2 separate regions of the Mus musculus genome follow, and region 2 is linked to region 1. A link is a contact called in public promoter capture Hi-C data. All regions are on one chromosome and are shown on one strand. Each heading gives the region's core, a stretch centred on a gene start, on an enhancer-like site or on the middle of the called end of the contact. The rest is flanking DNA. Distances are from core to core; before and after follow the strand shown. Region 1 holds the start of Tatdn1 (TatD DNase domain containing 1). Region 2 has its middle 48 kb from the start of Gm36617.

What was found. Promoter capture Hi-C pulls out the DNA fragments that hold promoters and counts their contacts.
Region 2: a promoter capture Hi-C map of liver shows a contact between it and region 1, with 5 times the contacts expected there. The contact joins the enhancer-like site here to the promoter of Tatdn1 in region 1. A contact is called at or near these places in 12 of 39 promoter capture datasets (the C10 cell line, the HPC-7 cell line, cranial neural crest and 8 more), 4 of 15 datasets of contacts at CTCF or cohesin (embryonic stem cells, large pre-B cells and pro-B cells), 13 of 484 Hi-C or Micro-C datasets (B cells, the N1E-115 cell line, bone marrow-derived macrophages and 4 more), 18 of 115 datasets of contacts at active chromatin or transcription factors (the 230-238 cell line, acute myeloid leukemia, bone marrow-derived macrophages and 6 more) and 2 of 9 other capture datasets (adipose tissue and liver).

The regions. Positions count from the first base shown.
Region 1 is chr15:58,932,058-58,935,549 of GRCm38.p6, reverse strand. It overlaps Tatdn1 (TatD DNase domain containing 1), which reads left to right and starts at 1,812. Exons shown (of 12, transcript NM_001368428.1): 1 at 1,812-1,871. The coding sequence starts at 1,850. Ndufb9 (NADH:ubiquinone oxidoreductase subunit B9) reads right to left here and starts at 1,749. Exons shown (of 4, transcript NM_023172.4): 1 at 1,612-1,749. The coding sequence starts at 1,712. Gm36559 (a long non-coding RNA gene) reads left to right here and starts at 2,274. Exons shown (of 2, transcript XR_875364.2): 1 at 2,274-3,492.
Region 2 is chr15:59,196,388-59,199,879 of GRCm38.p6, reverse strand. No RefSeq gene overlaps it. Among named protein-coding and RNA genes, the nearest start is that of Gm36617, 48 kb to the left of the region's middle. Within about 2 kb of position 1,974, at least 177 of the 459 cell types and tissues checked have an H3K27ac peak or open chromatin away from gene starts, as enhancers often do. A contact at or near this core is called in the N1E-115 cell line, adipose tissue, bone marrow-derived macrophages and 6 more, where this site is marked.

The DNA of each region.
Region 1 (3,492 bases), core at 563-3,062:
GCTGAATTGCTAGTAATGTCATTAGCTGGAAATTTGAGAATATAATCAGCATGAGGAATTAAAAAAAAAAAAAGCTTGGTTTTAAAGAATTTGGATAAACTCAGTTTAGTAGATAGCAGATGACCTCATAGACAACTAGAAATACAGCTAATTCAAGCACCAACACTGAGGACATCCTAAGGAGACACAGTGCCTAAGACAGAGCCTTAGGCGGAACCAGTGAATGTCCTAGAAGACAAATGAGGGCTAGGGGGATGTGGCTCAGTAGGTAAAGTACCATGCAAGCATTAGGACCGAGTTTGGAGTCCTAAAACCCACGTAAAGCTAGACATGGGAGCACACATCAGTGGTCCCAGCACCCCTCCTCAGGACGACAGGATGTGACAGATGCCCACAAGTTTACAGGCCAGCTGGCCTAGCATGCCAGCAGTGCTGTCCCAACAAGGAGGAAGGCAAGGTTGTCACACAGGTGATATCAACACGGGTTTTTTTGTTTGTTTTGTTTTAAGGGAACTGATGCGGACAAGGACTAAGAAAAGATGTCAGCTTTCAAATCTGTTAGTGCTGTCATAGTAGCTAGTTTGATTATTCCCTCCATGAATATGAGCCCTAATATCTCCAACTGTACTATAACACTGTCTGGATTCTTGAAGTCTTAACTTCTTCAGTAACACTGTTCCTTCTGAGTTTCCCCGTCACGTTCCCCGTTAATCCATGGGATTGCAGCTCAAAATCAAGGGTTAACTGTCATTTATTTGCCATCCAGAATGGACGCTGAATTGCAAATTCTGTTAAATAAATAAGAAAAACTTAGGAAAGAAGCTAGCAACTGTTCAGCATTGTACACTGCACCAGCCTGCATAACAAAGAGATGTAACCACAAACTTGTATCCTAGGATTCCAGGGTTACCCTCTGCAGGTCTTACAGGGTTACTTGATTTTCCATCTTTTTCTTGGAAGTCCTCCTTGTGGGATTAGGTTTTAGGGTAAGAGTGTAGCGGTATGGGACTTACACATCTTCGGTTGTCACTGCCCCTTGCATTTCTTTTAGGTCATGAAAGTCTACACGTTTTAACACTATATTGTTGTTTGTTTGTTTGTAAGAAGGGTATTTTTTTTTTTTTGGCCTAGCCTCAAACTCATAATGTAATGGAGAATATCTGTCTCCCCCAACATATGCCACCGTATGAGACTTAACGAGAAGACTAGTAACAATGGTTAAAGAAATAAAATGACGTAGGAGGTGGAATAGAATGAGCCTGCTTATCTGTAAAATCAGGCTAAAATAATCACTAATATCTGAGTTACTCTGCAAACTAAAGATAATGGACAAATTACTGTTAAGGTTAGGGACGACAGAGTCATAAAAACGTTAGCTTTAGATCCATGACAATGACAGTCCTAGGTACTTTTTATTTCTTCATGCAACTTTCTACGCTGGGTCCTGGTTGCGCCCCACACAATCATCTCCGCCAGATCAAGCAGAGAGGACTGCATCGGGACCCGGGTTCAAGGGCGGGCTCCCTTCACTGTGTCCCCCAAGTCCTTGATCAGCCTGGCCCACGGGGCCCCTCGGCTTCCGTCCCCGAGCCCCGGGTCCCCTCTCCCCACCTGTGGATACACCATGACTCGAGGTGGCGCAGCGCGCGCTTATACAGCCGCAGCACCTTCTGCTGGTGGGTCAGGTAGGCCGGGGGAGCGCAGAACGCCATAGCGTCCGGCTCACCTTCAGCGGCCGCCGCGGGGGCTGCCGGGAACCCGGAAGCGGGCGGTTGTGAGGCGGAACCGGAAGGACGAGCGTGCTCTGAGCCACTTCCGCTTTTCCCTGGGAGGAGCCTGCCGCGCCGTCATGAGTCTCTTCAAGTTCGTGGGTAAGGGCAGGTTTGTCTTGGTCGTGAGCCTCGCTGACAGTCCCGGGTCCCCTTTTCGCGGCATGGCCTTTCCAGGGCACGGAAGATGCCCGGAGGCCTCGCGTGCTGGCAATGACTGATCTGGTTCTTGCTGGAGGATGGTTTCCCTAGTGCATGTTCATTTATGAGCATTCCCGGGCAATGAATCATTGTGACTTGTGCTTTTTTTGTGTGTGTTTAATTCAACTGGAAAGAGAGGAATAGGTGTGGGGTGTGCTTCAGCCGTAGACTGATCGCCTAGCATGGGCTAGTCCCCGAGTCCTCCCATCTCTCAAAAAGCACCGCCCCCCAAGCCAATCACTTTTCTTCTGTCTTTCGTGAACTCTTCTACATGGCCGGCCTGACAGTCCCTCCAAGGTACCGGTTCACTCAGTCATCCCTTCATACCACAGACAACTCTGGGAGGCTTGACATTGAGTCCCGGGAATGTGGCCAAGTCCTGCTCACAGGCCATCTAGACATAAACGGGAGTCCTCAGACGGGAGGGGGTGGCAAATTGTGTCGCCTCGCAAGTTCCACGATCCATCCGACAGCTGGAGAGTGCGGCAAGGATTCAAAATGGGGGACATTGTAAGAGTCAGGGTTGGAAGGATAACTTGGAACCCTAAAGTCTCGATTACTTAAATTTCACTTCTATTGGGAGTGGCGTTCCAATGAAGGCTTTTCAGCAAATCTTTGAGTGCCAGTTGTACGGAAAGAGTCTTGCCTTCTGGGATACCGATGTGGGTAGTCTCAGTATGAACCTCGTCGTTGTGGACTTTCCCTGCTATTTAAGGGTGGGAAGTGACAGGGAGGAGGTTACCCTGATAGTCGTTTTGTAGATTTTGTGGCAGATAAGGGGACGAATGTAAGTATTTCAGGTTTTGCAAACAGGGAAAAGAATAGAAAAAGAGAAATGGGATGGTTGTGCATAGCATTTAGCACTGACTGTTCATGCCTGTTGTGGGAAGTGAAGACCCAAAGATGGCAGGTTAAGAAATACCTAGGCCATCTGGATCTAATAGATTAGGTCCATTCGTGAGTTAAAGGACATCCAAATAGAGACATCCTCCGAGCACTCAAAAGTGGAATCAGGAGAGTGGTTAAGGTTATACAGTAAAATCTGAGAGACACCTTAAGCAATATATTTTCCCAAGACACTGTATTTAAATATGGAGTTGTGAGAAATCTAGTCGTGAGTTAGTTTCCACACCAGAGACGTGAGGCCTATGGCCAGTCAAAGCAAACGTGGGGAGAATGTTAGCAGGTTTTTCAAAAACTCTGTGAGAAAGCCTGAAGTGAAGGTTAGGTGTTCTGGGTTCTTGATGTGATGTGCTAGGAAGTGGTATGTCCTGGAGAGGGCACAAGAGCCCTCACTCCTCACCTCATACTGTCTGTCCCTGTTCCTGGTTGTTAAGAGTCTACGCTGGGCGTTTCCAGGTTCGTGGTTGCTTATCCAAAGAACTAAAGAGAAGGGCTCACACAGACTTACAGAATAAGTGAGGAAACCTTATTTTGTGGAGCAATAATATATATTAAAAAGCGGAATGAAGGGTTTTTGTTGTTGTTTTTGAGACGGGGTTGCTCTGTAGTTCTGGCTGTC
Region 2 (3,492 bases), core at 725-3,224, 260 kb before region 1:
GATGACTGTCTGTGCACCTTTATGGTGATAATGGACTAAACCTTTAAACCTGTAATCCATCTCCAATTAAATGCTGTCCTTTTAAGAGTTGCCATGGACTGGTTTCTCTTCACAGCAATAAAACCCTAACTAAGACACAGTGATGCTCCTTAGCTCGCAGCCCTGTCTCTGTCTTGGTTATCACTTGCCATCTGGCCCATGTTGACTTTGTGGTCTCTTCTCCCCTCATGTCTTAGTTTATTTTTCTATTGCTGTGATAAGTACTTTGACAAAAGCAATTTAGGGGCAAAAGAGTTTATTTTAGCTTACAGTTAAAGGTCCAGTCTATTATGACAAGAGAGTCGGGGGAGCAGGAGCTTGAAGCAGCTGGTTGTGTAACTTCTTCAGTCAGAAGAGAGCAGTAGGATGCAAGGACTTGAGTGCTCAGCTTGCTTTCTCCAGGCTGGTACAGTCCAAGAGCATAGGGCATGGTGCCACCCACAGTTACCGCTTCATTTAACTTGATGAAGATAATTCTTCATAGATAAGCCCAGAAACCCATTTCACAGGTAATTCTAGTGCCTGTCAAGTTGACAGTCAACACTAGTCATTACACTTATAAGGACACAAGTCACATTGGATTCAGGGCCCAATCTACTCTTTGCAATTAGCTCATCTTAACTAAATACATCTGAAAAGACCCTACTTTCAAATATGTTTGCCTTCTGGATTCCTCTAATAGACTCGAATAGCAGAAGGTGGGGTGTAGGGGAAGACCCCATCAGTGAATTCAGTAAAACTGATGCACATGTACATATGGTTTGTCCATTAACTCTTTTTTTTCTCTCTGGTTAGATTGAAAGACCCAGGAGGCAAGGAATTGGTTTTCTTACTCATCTTTTAATGTCCAGTGCCCAGGCCAGTCTGATCCATGGTATGGGTTCCCTCAATATTTATGTGAAGAATGAATGAGTTTCAAATCTTAGAATGTCCAAGCCATTGAGTCTCTAGGATTAAACTCTCAGAAATCCTAGGTTCCTGGTCACCAGTCACCTATTAGGTCAAGCAAGAAGATACTAAATGGGTAGGCTTACTGCCTCAACCATCCCCAACTCCACTCTAACCATTATTGGGTGTATATCTGTAAGATAAGTTCTGTTTCTATGGGGAAGATGGTTCAGTAGTTAAGAGCATTTGCTGCTCTTCCAGAAGTCTGGAGTTCCATTCTTAGCACCTATGTCAAGTGACTCAGAGCTGCTTCTAACCGCAGGTCCAGGGTACTCTAACAGCCTCTTCTGCGCTCCATTGGCATACACACAGGTGTGTGCATATCCACACACTCATAAGTAAAGATTTAAAAGTGAGGAGACACCATGAGTTTAGACCCCTATTATATACATAAGGAGCAGGTCCTGAGCTGTGAAGGAGACTGCCTGTGGTCACCACCTTGTGGGGAAGAGACAAGGCTGAGACTCGTGTAATTGGCGCCTCACATGAGAACCTTGGCCTCTGCTCCTCTCCTGCCAAGACATCCAATGTGAGGAGCCTTTAGAATTTGCCCTTTCTGGGACCCTGTTCTTCTACCCAGAGCAACTTCTGAGAGAAGCAATGGAGCCTGTGGTATGTGCCCCTTCCCCATAGCTCCTAAGGGCCCTTTGTGCCAAATTATGTGGACATTCCCCAGGCCTATTTTAGACAGATCCATCTGCCAACAGGTCACAAGCCTTCGTGTTCCCCTCTGAGCTGAGTGAGATACACTGGCCTCTCTGCTTGTAAGCACACCCTTTACTTTCTTGGAAACTGAAGCCAAGCAAGGGAGGGTAGGCTCAGAGGCTCTGGATGGAAGGGGTGGGGTGAACTGTCAGAGGAAGGGGTCTGTTTTGCAGACCTGGCTAGAGAAGAAAAAAAAAAAACTGCACTGATTATCTCCCAGGCCAGCTGCAGAAACAAAGGCCTCGGCTCAGCAGCAGGTTATAAATAGCCCAGAGTCCACTCCCAGCCACTTGAAAACAGGGAGATTTTTTCCTGTGTTAGAGGAACAGGGCTTTAAGCTATGCTAGCTCTTTCCACATCTCCCCACCCCCGAAGGGCTGTGATTTAAGTCTTAGCACCATTGCTGGGAGCAAGGATCGCACTGCCCCGATAAACAATGATTAATTCATTGCCAAGTTCAAAACAGAAAAAAAAGTAAAAGAAAAAGGCATTCCTTTGGAAGCCTTCCCTTTCATTTGGCACAGACACTGACCCATGAGACCAACAGGGCAGTTTCTCTGCAAGCTCATAGCCCTGGCTTTTCCTGGGTCCTCTCTGGAACTGGATACACAGGGATGGAGACAAGGCAGGGTGTACGGAGACTGGAATTGCTAACGTGGGAGATGGGAAAGAGCAGGTATGAACTTGACTGTGTACTCAGGTGCTCTGAGATGAACAGATCCAGTGTGGGGGATGGTACTTTTACATTCACTCTAGAGGGCAGCCACCCCATAACTGAAGAAAATGAGGAGTCAGGTCTCAGTGTGAACATCCTTGACACCACCCCCACCCCCACCCTGGACCCACTCACTGCGACCCAAAGCACCATTTATATCCACCCCTTATCTGACCTTCACAGCAACTGTTGTGTTTTTTTACTAAGATGTGCCCACTTATTATTTTAAAAGCTTAAAATTTTCAGGGGGAAAAAAAAGACATAAAATGCTAAGGCTCTGAGACAGTCACATTTGTGCAAACATCTTTTCTTATTGTACATACAGATGGATTTAATTTACCTAAAATTATGGCCTTGGAAAGAGGTAGACGGAACGGGGCCTGGAGAGGTAGCTCAGGTGGTAGAGTGCTTGCCTTGCGTGCATGAAGCCCCGGCATCATAAACTGCCTGTGGTGGTGCATATTTACATTCTAGCACTCAGGAGGGCCAGAAGTTCAAGGTCACCTTGGTCACCAAAGCAAAATGTAAGCCAGCCTGGGATACATGAGACCCTGTCTAAAAGAGGAGGGTGAGACATTCAGCTAGGTACCTGAGGAAGGTTTAAATCGGGAATTATGGGTGTGGGCAGAGTTAGGAAAGGCAGCAAGGACTCCCGAAGAGCATTGCCCAAGAGCAATGGACAAAAGCTGTAACTGCTTGTGGGGCTGAAGGGCAAGTGATGGAAACAGAGCTTGCTGGGAACTGTAGCCTTAGAAGAGACACAGCCAGCCCTGGCAAGCCAACAGAGACGGTACTAGAGGAATAACCACCGCCCTTACCTCACGCTCCTCCCATACCCCAGCTACTGATGCCTCCTGCTGACCAACTTAGTGGGCAGGGAGTTAGAGTTGGCAGCCAACACCTCAGTAGGGTAGGCAGGAGAGGCCAGCATGAAGCATCCATTGTGCCCACTATGATCCTGCGTTTATTTTCCAGTGGCAAATCAAACCATGTCTAACGCATGAATGAGCATCATCAACAGTATCTCTGGGTAGATGGATATGCAGCCAACTCCTCACCAGGGATGTAGGCAAAGCTATGCTGAG